2 separate regions of the Mus musculus genome follow, and region 1 is linked to region 2. A link is a contact called in public Hi-C data. All regions are on one chromosome and are shown on one strand. Each heading gives the region's core, a stretch centred on a gene start, on an enhancer-like site or on the middle of the called end of the contact. The rest is flanking DNA. Distances are from core to core; before and after follow the strand shown. Region 1 has its middle 200 kb from the start of 1700012I11Rik. Region 2 overlaps 1700012I11Rik (RIKEN cDNA 1700012I11 gene).

Region 1 (6,656 bases), core at 277-2,776, 78 kb before region 2:
AGAGTAAGGATTCCCCAGAAAGCGATTGAATTTTTTTTTCCAAGAGAACCTGAGACGGGTGATTATTCTTGTTCTCTCTAATTTAATTCTCTTCCCCATTTATTATTATTAAATCCTGAGCTAGCAGATCAGCCTCGTTCTGGCAGACGTTTGCATAGATATGCCACGGAGCTAAATTTCTATTCCCTGGAGATTAGACATATACATGTTGTACTGATTAAAATAATATTTTTTAAAAAATGAGAAATGTTTAACTCTACAGGGAAGAGGGAGACAAAGGCTATAAGTCTGAAGGCCAGGTATAAAGAAAGACTTTCTTTGCTGGTCCCCATGGTTTGAGGGTGCCTTGAAGAAAGGAGTTCATAGAGGTAACACCAGTAACAGGTTAGCAATGCTGAGTGCATAATAGTAGGTCCTGTGGGTTGAACTGTGTCAGCTAACAAGTCATATTTACACATATCTGTGAATAAGATGTATTTGAAAATAGTGGCTTAGAAAGTGTAATCATTAGGATTTGATTATCATGGGTTCCACATGAGTCTTAAGAGAGTGACTTTTGGCATTGTTTTTAGCAAATGATGGAAATTTGAACAAAGATATGTAAAAAAAGATAATTCCATTGGATGAGACAGGCATACTTGAAGGACAGCCTTGTGAAGACATATGCATATACTAGGATTTTTCAGTGTTCAAGAAGAACTGATTCTAGAAAACTCCCATGAAGAGCAAAGTCTCTAGGTATTCAAGCTCTTTTTACATAACTGTGTGAAGTTTGCATATAACCAACAGATAGCCTTCTGTACACTTTAATCATTGCTAGATTCCAAACGTCATCTATTACAATGCAATGTAGATGGATAGTTGTACCAGATTGCTTAAAGACGATGACAAGAAGACAAAAGAGGCAAGAAAAGCGAAAAGAAATGAATCAAAGCATCAACCCAAAGCAATCCAAAGCCAAGTACGTAGATAAGTGATTATGATAAACAGAGGCAAAGAAAAATTAATTAAAGAAGTTGAAGACCCCAGAAAGAGAAAACACCTTCACCATGTGGGATATGTTGAAGAATAGAAACAAGGCTAAGTGTTTTCCATCTAATAGTAAAGCCCATACAAAGCCCTCCCCTAAGACCAGGGTCTATAGAGCACCCAGATCTCCTTCAATCTCTTCTCATTAACATGTAAGGACTTCCTATAGACCAGTACCAGCTTTCCAAAGGGAGTGTGGTCATTTCTCTAGGGCTACTTAAGGATCTTTCAGTTCCTTTCCTAACCACTACTCCTGCCCAAACTGTGATATCTAGATATACCATATTTCCTGATACAGTGTTTAGATGGCTCTGCTGCATGCTCAGAAGGAGGGGAACACTTACTTTCCCTTCACATGAATGAGTATTGCATCACCACCCTAGCCCCACGTGGAGATTCATGGATTAAATTTTAATCCTACTTTCTGTGTCACGCTGGTCACTGCACTTTTGTATTACAGCAGGCTTATTTATGTGATGGGGAAATGCTACTGACCTGACAGGAACTAGGTCATGGCATACACAAGGACACCACAGGATTGCTTAAAGTAAACAATTCTGACCAGGTTGATGTCGGTATATATGTGGGGAGTTTGTGGGAGGAGGGTGGCCTTACCACAGGTCTAAGAGAACTGTGAGAAGAACAGGGTTATCTCCTTCATTGGAAAAACAATGCTGTGGCCAAATTTTCTTTCCAAAATCACTCAGCCAATGAGAGACACATCCATGATTTAAACCCAGACTGCAGCTAGTGTGACGCCTTGATCATCATGTACTATGAGCTTGCTCATAGCCAGACATCCAAAGAGATCACCCAAATCAAGCCATGGCTATCACATTCCTAACTTGAACTTGGAAGAGAAAAAGCCAGGGACCACAGATAACTGGGCTGAGTTGCACTAGAATAATGTTCTTGAATCTTGATGGCAAGGGCTCATAACTCTGCCTGATTCCTCGAAAATCCTTCATTCTTCTCTACTGGCTGTACAGGGAATGGCATGTCCTAGCCAATGCAAAACATGGATAGAAGACAATGGCAAAAAAAGAGAAAAAATCCAGGGACCCCTTCACATCATTTCGTTTTCCTCTGGTATCTTCAGCAATTGTTTGGTCTCAGCCACTAGCTTCAGTTCAGTTCAAAAATAAGCATCCCACCTCATTGTTCCTAATTCTAGTTCTGGCTTTTAGTACTGAGCCCTCTTCTTAATTTGAGCATTACTCATCACATCTTCCATGCATCCTTGGCCATTGTAAGCTTTTTGCTATTGTTGTCCTGGAATGTTTGTAACCACTGTTTGAATTCTCATCATTTCCCAGGTTAGAGAGTAACTTCTCTATATTCAATGTGTTATGTTTGGAAGTCTAAAATGACATTGTTTTACCCTACTATAATTTGACTGATAAAATCCCAAAGGCCCCATCCTATGTCTATGGGTCTATGGTATTCCTGAATATTTTTTTAAGACTGTTCTAGTATCCTTTCAGTAAATCCCACCTAACATCTGTTAATGTACATCAACACATGTGTGTGTGCATGCACGTACACACACTTTCATTTTTAAGTTAAATAAAACTGATTTCATATTTTTCTTGACCAACCAAACTTTGACTTCTTCTGCACATGATACATGTCTATAAGCTATAAAGTAAGCATGCCCCTATCCCAGGAGATGCTCACTGTGTGTTTGAAAAGGATTAAATTGAACTCATTCAGCCCCAGCTGATATATACACATGCACACACATTGCAGAAGTAGAGCATTCATTTGTCCTTCATCCTCCCCATTACAAAACAATTGCTCTTCTCGATTTCAGCCTGGTTTTTCTTGCCTCAAGGTCTCAGGCGTGGCTGTCAAAGACTGAAGAAATGTTAGACGTGCTAAGTTGCTGCCTCCTAGTCAGAGAGAAACGGCATGCCACTTCCAGAGAGATGAAATGGAGACAAATAGTCGGATTCATAATTAAAAAGAACCTTTGGACCAGATCCAAAAGGTAATGAGAGACTACCCAGGGATTATTGAAAGGGAGGAAATTCCTAAAGACTGACATGGATGCTGGAATATTGGCCTCTGTCTATACAGAATATCTTGCAGGGGGAGCTCCTTGTCCAGGGGTAGGGCATATAGCATAGCATTGAATCTCCAAGTCGAAGAATGCCCTTACCTACACGGAGGAGGAAAAGAAGAAATGCGACCCCCTTTTCAGAGTTTGGAGGCCTGACTTCAATTTAGAGGGTTCAGGACCTAAGGGTGGAAGGGGCTTCTGAGGCAAAGAGCTGAATGGGAAGACAGAGGCCAGAGAACCAGAAGCCAACCCCACATCATCAGCCAACAACTCGAAAATGCATGTCTTCCTCTCTACGCCACCAGAGGGTCTGGTGTTATTAAGTGACTGAAATTTGCCATAATGAGACATGATTAGGATAATCCAGCCTCTTCTTTCCAAACCTTTTGAGCTGTATTCATCTTGGAGCCTTTAAAGAGAATTATTTTGATCAAATTACATTCCTTTCAGCCATGCCGTAAAAATGAAAGTTATGGAGGGAGGAAGGGAATGAGTGTGGGACTACGATGCATTGGATGATGATGTCGGGTAAGGGTGGGGGAAGGTACAGCCTCAGTCCATCTCTCCATACACATCTCCTATCATTATTTAAACAGATTTCCTAGGCATTATGACCCCATCTCGCTAGATAACTGGAATTCAGAGAGGTAAAATAATTGGTGTAAAACCACACAAGCAACCATCCCGGAGGAACACCAAGGTTAAGGTTACAATATAGTTCCTGCCTTTGTAGAAGCCAGATTGTCTTTGCTAAAGGAAGGAGAGGTGAACAAGTTCATACTCACATTCAATACTCTCATTAGTTAGTTTACTATTGTGACAAAATCAACATCAGGAAGCAAGGCTTTAATTCTGTTTACAGTTTGAGACTCCTGTCCATCATATTGGGGAGGTTGTGACAGCAGGACTATGAGGCAGATGTTCCCACTCTATTCCAGGTCAGAAGGCAAAGAGATACAAATGTTCATCTTACTTTCTCCTTTGTATTCAGTTTGGAATGACAACCCATATACTGGTGTCACCCACAAAAAGGGGTAGGCATTCTCATGTAAATTAACCCAATCTAAACCTTCACGTATAAACCCAGAGGTTTGTTTGATAGGTAAGTCTAGACTCTTTCAGGTTGGCAATCAAAATGGTTTCTTTTCTTTGAGCATTATAATGCAGATGCTAATCTTAAAATATAACCATGTCCCATCTTTTCTCTCTGCCCTGGTAAAGGAGCAGAATCAGTGAAAGGCATGGCTGTCATCACCAGAAAGGTGGCAAAGATCTGTCATGCCCAGGAGACGACCTTCCAAATTCCAAATTCCACATACAGCCACTTTAACTAGCTAGTCCACATATTGATGATTTTCTGTTAGTAAATGACAGTTCCTTTGTAAACATCCAAGATGACAAAAAGCTACCAAAACTCCCACTGGGACTTTACATTTATTTTGCCCTTTCAGGGAAAAGTTCACCGTTCACAGGTTGTCAGTTTCCAAGAGCTTGCCAAGCCCCGTAAAAACACTTCTAGTAAATTCCCAGCTGTTCCATAGATGTGTCTGTAAAACGCATTTTCTACGCCTGTCTCAACACTGTGGCTGCCAGACCTGAGTGGCTACTGAGCCTCAGAAATGAGTCTCGTCAACTGCTAAACTAAACTTGCAATTCAGTTTTCATTAAATTTAAGCGTGATTAATGGTGTTGGACAACACCAGTATTGGTAATTACTATAGAAAGTATCAGCCTAGGTACTTACACATACACTTGTTTTTGTAAATATGTAATCATTTTGGTTTGTTTGTCCTATGGATTTAATTGTTGGCCCCAGCATTCTGCACTGCAGGGGATCCACAGTTATGCAAACATTTTGTTCATAAAAGGAAGTGTAAGAAAGAGGCCACTTGTTTGCTTATTAGGTGTACACTATTAAAGCTCCAGATGTAATAGTGAAACGGTTAAACACTCAGATATACAAACCATATTGCAAGCTTGCACAACCTAATTTCCCAGAAATGCCAGGCTTAGAAACAGAAGTCTATCTGTTAGAAGGACTATTACATTACAGTCCTTATCTGCAGAACTGAACCTTGAAGGCTGTAGGTATGGCTAGACAAGGCTTTTAAGCTGACCAAGTTGCCTGTTCCTTGCCAGCAGGTCTCTCAGGTTTGTGTCGGTTTGTTCTGCACTCCCCTTGCATCACTTAGAATTAAGATGTCATTATGGGTAACAGAGAATTCACACAGGAAATGTGCATTCCTTAGAGTAATGGTGAAATTTTCTCATGAATCCTTGCTTCCCGACAACTCTCTCTGGAACTGCCACTTTCCCAACTCTAGCAAGTGAGATGCCAAGGCTGCTGCCATATTGAAAGCACTCCAGTTCTCAAGCTCTGGTCAGAGTGATCACAGCAGAGCCTGGACAGCTGTGTGTTTCCTAAGTTTCCCCAAGTGACTAATCTGCTCTTAGACCTGGAAAGTGGGCAGCCCTTCTTACAGCCTTTGATAGAGTCTTCCAGAAGAAGAGTCCTTCCAGAAGTTCTGCCCTGAGTATAAATCTGCCAACTGATCTGAACTGCATCACAGTCATACACTGATGCTACCCTGCATTTAGTAAAACTGCCTTGGCAATGATCCCAGATGTTCATGTTCCATACCCACAGAAAGAAATGAAGATACTTATAGCAGTGGCTTTTCAAGAAATGTGTCTTATGTACCTGGTCTGTCCCCAATGCTATACTAAAATGTGAAGGGACATCAGCGAATAACACCATGTGATACCACTGACCACAGAGAGCTTGTGCAGCCATTAGGAAAGATGGACAATAAACAAATCAGCAAGTCTCTGAGTTAAGTGGTAAAAACAGACACATTCAGAGGACAGACAGTGATACAGGGGGATTTGAAGGAGGGATTGCACAATCTCTGACAAGTACTCTTGGAGCAGAGATCTGAGGGGTTAAGTTTTTCTCTCAATGAAGGGAGTCAGAAAAAGAGTCATAAGTAGAATGGTTGACCTGAGCCTGGAGAAATCAGCAGGCAGGTATTTGATCCTGGTCTCTCTGACTACTAGTTCAAGGCCTCCTATTAACCACTTCTCACTGGCTCCCCACTTTAGCATTGATGTAAACATAAAACAGCAACAAAACCCTAACAAACCCAACTCTCACCCCAAATGGAATAAGAGTTTCTTTTGGAGTCAAATTTTGGTTACCATAGCCCAGAGATATATCATTTAGGTCTCCTTAAAGTCTTGTAGAAGAGTCAATTTGGGGAAGGATTGAGGGAGCTAAAGGGGTCAAGGACACCCAAGACCTATACAGTCAAGTAATCTAGGTCTATGGGGGCTCAGAGAGACTAAACCACTACCAAAGAGCATGCGAGGGCTAGACCTAGATCCTCTACACATATGTGGCAGATGTGCAGCTTGGTCTTCATGTCAGTCCCATAACAATTGGAGTGGAAGCTGTCTATGTCTCTGTCTCTGTTGCCTGCCTTTGGATCTCCTTCTCTAACTGGGCTGCCTTGTCTTGGAGTTTCACAGTAACAGGTGAAAGATTGTTATAAATCAAGGCATCTAT
Region 2 (7,212 bases), core at 4,597-7,096:
AAAAAATAATTAACTAGTATTTATAGGGAAAGCACACCTCAGCTTGGATTAACCACAGTCACGTGCCCTCTATGCTTGGAGCTAGCAGCACATTATACTGTGGTTCTGAAGGACTGAGTGAATATGTCAATTCTCTGTCAAAAACTTGGAGTTGAAATTTAATAATCTAATTTATGGAAAATTTATGTTATATACCCTGCTGGGTTTTTTTTAATGTTCTCAAATGTTCGATTTTACAAATAAAGACACGGGAGCCAGATGCTGGGATGAAAAACTCCTAGCTCAACGAGGCAGAGAAAGCACTCAGCTGACCTTCTTCCTCAGCTGATATCCCAAAAGGAAAGCAAACTCTCCTTCTGCATGCCGTCTCTAAAACCTTCAGACTGAATGTCCCTCCCTTCTACTTCCCCTGTGTCTCTCTATTTGTCCTCCGGATTCTTTTTTACTCTCTTATGTTTTTTCCCCTATGTTCATTCCCTATCAACTGGTTACTTGTTCTATCTCGTGACCAATGGTTGGCTTTATATATCTATCTCTTGACCAATGGTTGGCTTTATATAATCCTGTTTACAATAAGCAGAAAGCTCTTGGATTAAAGGTTTATGCTAGGGCTGAGCCACACCACAACTAAAAATGGATTTTTCCAGTAAACACAATAATCTTGGGTTTCACCATGTGATTAGATACCCTGCAACAGTACCCTGATTGGCCATTCCTTTCCCTATCCACCAAATCCAATTTACAATTTAACAAGAAAGTTCGAGTCTGTTTAAATAAAAATTGGGGGATGGTTTTGTTTTGTTTTGTTTTGTTTTGGAGATAGGGTTTCTCTGTGTGTACTTAGCTATACTGAGATTCACTCCATAGACCAGGCTGGCCTTCGATTCAGGAATCCAACTGACTCTGCCTCCCAAGTGCTGGGATTAAAGATGTAACAACTTTGCTTTAAAATTTAAGTGCATATGTTGATTTGAATGTTTTATTAGATAGTTTCATTCAAGAAATTAAAATCTGAGGGACATGGATGATTGGATAAAAGGATGGGTGGATTGGTGGTGAATAGACAGAAACTATGGAGTAACAACTACAAAGATAGACTGACTGATGATAAATAAATGATGATAATGATGATAGACAATAGATAGTGATAAAGATGATAAAGATGATAGATAGGTACATGAGATCAAAGTTCTAAAAAGTAACCTAGGAGTATTCATATCACCCCAACACCTACTTTAAGTTAGAACCATAGGGACCTTCTTCAAGCCTAACATTGGAGGAGCTCTAGACTAGGCCAACATCATGTTTCTTTGTTCTTCAAACTTTATCATCCAACTCAACATTTGACAAATAGAAAGTGGAATGGAGAGAACTGGTCAAGTCCAGAATGCTCTGCAGTCGTTCTACACACTCTCCCATTCAAGTCTCATAGTATTACTGTAAATGGAGCTTATTGCTGCAATTGTAAATGGATACTCTGAGGCAAGGATAACTGCTGCCTTGTAATTATCTTCCTCAAGATGAGGTCTAGTAGTTGAGGGGTGATAAAAGGAGCTTCACTCCTATCTCATTCTGTCTGTGCTGCTAAAACCAAATACCACAGTCTGGGTAACTTATAAGAACATGAGTTTATTTCTCACAATTCTAAATGGTGGGCAGGGAAAGGCACAGCAGACATTCTGCTCTGTTTCTAAGATGACTCCTGAAAGTCTGTGACCTCCAGAGTGGAGGAGAAGGGCTATGTCTTCATACAAGGTAGAAAGGGTTGAACACCCTCTGTCAAGTCTTTTCATAAGGCCACCCGACTCCATTCACAATGTCCTGTCATTCGGGATTCAGTTACCTCCCCAGAAACACACTTTCCAGTACTGACATGTTGTGAATTCAGTTTCAACATGAATTTTGGAAGGGAAGCAAGATTTAAGCAGTTTGTCTTTACTACTCCAGCACGTTTGAGTTTGGTGTTACAGAACAGTGCCCTTAGGCATCATTTGGGAGCATGTACATGACATCAATCTTGGAAGAAACTATGTTGTACAGAGTAAAATAGAAGCCTCAGGGAAGGAATGTGCCGGACTCACACTAAGGTGACAATACCTTTGTTCTCAAAAGAATGTATGAGAAGAGACTGGAGACCGCTGGTACTCTTAGCCCAGCATATATAGTCAGTTATCTGTCTTCACTTGCTTCTGAATTGGAAAGGCTCCTCTGGTCCCTTTCACAACTCCAGCCCTCTTCCTCCAGTCCTAGACAATACACAAGCTAGGACCTATGCAAAGTTGGTGTTCATTAGAAAATTCTCTGTACAGTAATACCAGACTGGTGTCTTCTTACTCAGACAGGATGAGTCTTTCCCCATTGTTTTAATTAGTGTTTCTATTACTGTAACATATCATTCATCTTACATTTCCAGGTAACAATCCAGCACTGGAGGAAGTCAGAGCAAGAACTCAAGCAGGGCAGGGACATGGACACAGGAAGTAAAAGAGAGGCTATAAAGGGGTGCTGCTTACTGTATTGCTACTAGTACCTTGCTTAGCTTATTTTCTTATTCATCTCAGGACTACCTGCTCATGAGTTGCATCATTGGCAATAGGCTAGGACTTCTCATATCTATTGTCAATTAAGAAAATGCATTGCGGCCTGAGCATCCGCAGCAGACATCTTGGTTCCGGGACTCCACTGAAACTAGTCTGCACAGGTGAGAGTGTGGACTACAGAAGCTAACAACTTCTGGGACAGGTGGGAGCCACAGAGCTTCTGAGGCAGCCCCATTTTCAGGCCTCAGACATCTGGCCACCTTCCCAACCAGAGGATAGGTGTCCGCCCAGCCCAGGAGGGTTTGCCTGAACATCAGCTGCAGACATCTTAGTTCCAGGACTCCACTGAAAGTAGTCTGCACAGATGAGAGTGTGGACTACAGAAGCTAACAGCTTCTGTGACAGGCCGTGGCAACACAGCTTCCGGGATAGCTCCTGTTTTGGGCCTTCATCTTCAGCCAGGATGGAGGTCCGAACGCCAGATAACTGTGCACCTTCCCTGTAAGAGGAGAGCTTGCCTGCAGAGACTGCTCTGACCACTGAAATGGCAGAGAAGCACTTGAAAAAAATGTTCAACATCCTTAATCATCAGGGAAATGCAAATCAAAACAACACTGAGATTTCACCTCACACCAGTCAGAATGGCTAAGATAAAAAAATTCAGGTGACAGCAGATGCTTGGCAAGGATGTGGAGAAAGAGGAACACTCCTCCATTGTTCGTGGGATTACAAGCTTGTACAACCACTCTGGAAATCAGTCTGGCGGTTCCTCAGAAAATTGGACATAGTACTACCGGAGGATCCTGCAATACCTCTCCTGGGCATATATCCAGAAGATATTCCAACCGGTGAGAAGAACACATGCTCCACTATGTTCATAGCAGCCTTATTTATAATAGCCAGAAGCTGGAAAGAACCCAGATGCCCCTCAACAGAGGAATAGATACAGAAAATGTGGTACATTTACACAATGGAGTACTACTCAGCTATTAAAAAGAATGAATTTATGAAATTCCTAGGCAAATGGATGGACCTGGAGAGCATCATCCTGAGTGAGGTAACCCAATCACAAAAGAACTCGCACAATATGTACTCACTGATAAGTGGATATTAGCCCAGAAATTTAGAATACCCAAGATATAAGATTCAATTTGCTAAACGCATGAAACTCAAGAAGAATGAAGACCAAAGTGTGGACACTTTGCCCCTTCTTAGAATTGGGAACAAAACACCCATGGAAGGAGTTACAGAGACAAAGTTTGGAGTTGAGACAAAAAGATGGACCATCTAGAGACTGCCATATCTGGGGATCCATCCCATATTCAGCTTCCAAATGCTGACACCATTGCATACACTAGCAAGACTTTGCTGAAAGGACCCAGATATGGCTGTTTCTTATGAGACTATGCCGGGGCCTGGCAAACACAGAAGTGGATGCTCACAGCCAGCTATTGTCTGGATCACAGGGCCCCCAATAGAGGAGCTGGAGAAAGTACCCAGTGAGCTAAAAGGGTCTGCAACCCTATAGGTGGAACAACAATATGAACTAACCAGTACCCCCCATCTCCCAGAGCTAGTGTTGCTAGATACATATGTATCAGAATATGGCCTAGTCGGCCATCATTGGAAAGAGAGGCCCATCAGTCTTGCAAACTTTATAAGCCTCAGTACAGGGGAACGCCAGGGCCAAGAAGTGGGAGATGGGGGAGAGAGCAGTGGGGGGGTGGGGTATGAGGGGACTTTTGGGATAGCATTGGAAATGTAAATGAAGAAAATATCTAATTAGAAAAGAAAAGAAAATGCATTGCAGGCTTGCTCACAGATAAATTTGTTGTGGATATTTTATCAATCAGGGTATCCTCTTCCCAGATGGCAAATAGATTTTGCCAGGTTTCATAAAACTAACTAGCACACCACTGGTAACAATAAGCTTCTGTAGAATCATAGAACTTGGCCTTGGAGTTTCCTTTAAATAAACTATCAAGACCTCCTGTGAAATGATACTAGCCAGATAGCAATAATGACAGCTTTGCCAGTGCCTCACAGAGAAGGGATCTCAAGGGCTCAATCTGTGCTATAAAAATTGAGAAGCAAAAATATGCAAGTCACACTAGGTAAAAATAATATCTGAAAGACAGACTGCTTCTACCTTCTTGTAATATGAATATAGGAGGCATAAAAATCATAATTGACCCAAATTCTTTATAGGCACAGTTTAAGGATAGACAAAATTACACCGTGAAAACTCTTTCATAAAACATCATACTCAAAATAATAACAGTAGCAATAACAAAGTCTGCAATGGGTTAGGCCATTCCTCATGAAAAATGTGCATGTGCTTGTATTTATTCTGATTAGCAAATAAAGGTCAAATTCCAGATGAATAAGCACCATGCAGCTTAATAGGCAGAGATGATGTGGCTTAGAATTAACCCACCTCAAAACCCTGAGCCTCTAAGACCTAGATGCTCACTCTAAGCACCAGAACTTTTTCCAGTATGACTGACAGATGCAAAGCAGAAACAAAGTAGGCATAGAAGAGCCATGAGCCTTGAGCTACAACCCACATTATGGAAGAATAAAACTGACTCCCATAAGTTGTCTTCTGACCTTCATACTCATGTGATGGGATACTTGTACACATGCATACAAATAGACAGACAGATGATATCTAGATGATAGCTAGACAGTAGATGGTATATATATATATGGAGAGAGAGAGAGAGAGAGAGAGAGAGAGAGAGATACACACCCAGGCATCTGACCAGGCACCTAGAGCCAGGCATTATACTGAATGCAAGGATATAGCTAGAGAGCTGTGGTCTGTGGCATGTACTGAAACATGTACTCAGGTAGAAGAGGGAAAAAGATGGAGGAAGGATGGGTCCATGGAAGACTGTTGGGCCCTTCTGGAAGTTTTTAGAAGTAACTGTGGAGTCATGTATAGGCATTAAGAGTAAAAGTAACATACAGGAGCCCAGATAGGATAGAGAACCTACAAGAGCTATTCTCAGCATAACTGGGGATATAATTCAATGTGAACTTGAGAGAACCCTGCTCTGTCCCCTGTCCTGAATTCCACTTCCCTCATATTCTTCAGACTAGGTGCTGTCTAGAGTATCATTTGGTTCTTCAGTAAACTATTGCACCTTCACAGGAAGCAGACTTTGTCAGCAGAGGAGACTTGGAGCCCCAACTTCCTGAAGATACCTTGCTAGCGAGTTTTATTTTCTCAATCTGTAGTGAGTTTCATGGCTGGCTGCTCTGAGAGGTGAGCCTTGTTTTCATTGCATTTCACAAATGAGAGCATGGAGAATCAGAAAGGTCAAATTGATTGTGCAAACACACCGTATTGCTTAGGGGCTGACTTAGGGCTATGTAGGCATAATTTTTTTTTTCAGCCTACTTTTACTTCCCCTATCCTACCACCCAGCAGAGGCTGTGGAAGAAAACAGTTATTAGGATATGGAGGAAGTGTCACTGTTCAGCAGTAGTTCTTTGGGGGTGAGCCTGATCTTCTTGGACAGCAGTTCAGTCCCACAGCAAACACCAAATATGACTTAGCAGCTGCAGACCCGTCCTCTAGGCGGGCAGACACCAAGGCACAAGCCAGCAGCTACAGTCCAGTCCTTTCAGCAAGCAGACACCAGGAAACTGTAGTTCAATCCTGGAGGAACTACCAGGCTCACCAATCAGCCTGAGGTTCGGCCGCTGAAGTGGCAAGCTGCCACAGGAACCTCTTGAGCAGTTCTTAGGAGCTTCCCTCAATGTCAAAGTTATCACAAGTTGAGCTCAACAATCCTATGTAAGATGAACCAATACACGGATGTCTTTAGCAAAGAATAGCAAGTGGAACAAATTAAACCAATGCTCAGTGCTCATTTCTCACTGTCTGTGGAGGTCACATTTATACTCTTTCATCAAGTTTCCATGTGTTTGTGATAGCTAAACATCTTTTCACTTGTGCCTGCTTCATGAAAATACTCTCTCACTTGTTTGCTTTAGCAAGACATCCTTTCACCTGTGTGCCCCAGCAAATCATCATCTGCTATAACTAACTTTCCAAAGAAGTTTCCACTTCAGGGTTATATTTTGAATTGTACAACATGAAATCCAGGCAGTTTCTATGACACTTTTCTACTTCTCTGTTCATGGAAGGAGAGAGGGAGCTCTTCCCAAATCTGTCCTGCACCTCTCTAAGAATGCTCCAAGGCATTGTTTACAGGCTCTGGGCTCTAGAGCCAGAAGGGTTTCACTTAAACCTAACCCTGGTATCCCCTTGGTGTGTTAAACCCTCTCTTTCTTCCTGGCAGTGGCAGCATACACCTTTAATTCCAGTGCTTGGGAGGCAGAGGCAGGCAGATTTCTGAGTTCAAGGCCAGCCTGATCTGCAGAGTGAGGTCCAGGACACCCAGGGCTACACAGAGAATCCCTGTTTTGACCACCCCCCCCAAAAACAACTCTCTTTCCCACTCTAAGACTGAGTAGTGAGATTCAGTTCTGAGTAGTCCACGCACTCTGGCTAGTGAACAGCTTGCTCAAAATGCTCCCCGCACATGACAGGTCACTCTACAGATGATCATCACTTAAAATGTCAAGCATCATGAAGTAGCTGTGGCCATACCTTACTTGAAGGCTGATGTTGACCTGACATGGTTGCCAGAATGTCAAT

The links. A called contact is a pair of places that touch in the nucleus more often than the background predicts.
Region 1: a Hi-C map of liver shows a contact between it and region 2, with 2.6 times the contacts expected there. The contact joins two enhancer-like sites. A contact is called at or near these places in 1 of 39 promoter capture datasets (liver), 1 of 15 datasets of contacts at CTCF or cohesin (CD8 T cells), 18 of 484 Hi-C or Micro-C datasets (the AML12 cell line, the C10 cell line, the C2C12 cell line and 10 more), 2 of 115 datasets of contacts at active chromatin or transcription factors (bone marrow-derived dendritic cells and liver) and 1 of 9 other capture datasets (adipose tissue).

The regions. Positions count from the first base shown.
Region 1 is chr15:67,418,956-67,425,611 of GRCm38.p6, reverse strand. No RefSeq gene overlaps it. Among named protein-coding and RNA genes, the nearest start is that of 1700012I11Rik, 200 kb to the right of the region's middle. Within about 2 kb of position 1,526, at least 14 of the 459 cell types and tissues checked have an H3K27ac peak or open chromatin away from gene starts, as enhancers often do. A contact at or near this core is called in liver, where this site is marked.
Region 2 is chr15:67,344,420-67,351,631 of GRCm38.p6, reverse strand. All of the region lies in intron 7 of 1700012I11Rik (RIKEN cDNA 1700012I11 gene), which reads right to left. Among named protein-coding and RNA genes, the nearest start is that of 1700012I11Rik, 120 kb to the right of the region's middle. Within about 2 kb of position 5,846, at least 53 of the 459 cell types and tissues checked have an H3K27ac peak or open chromatin away from gene starts, as enhancers often do. A contact at or near this core is called in liver, where this site is marked.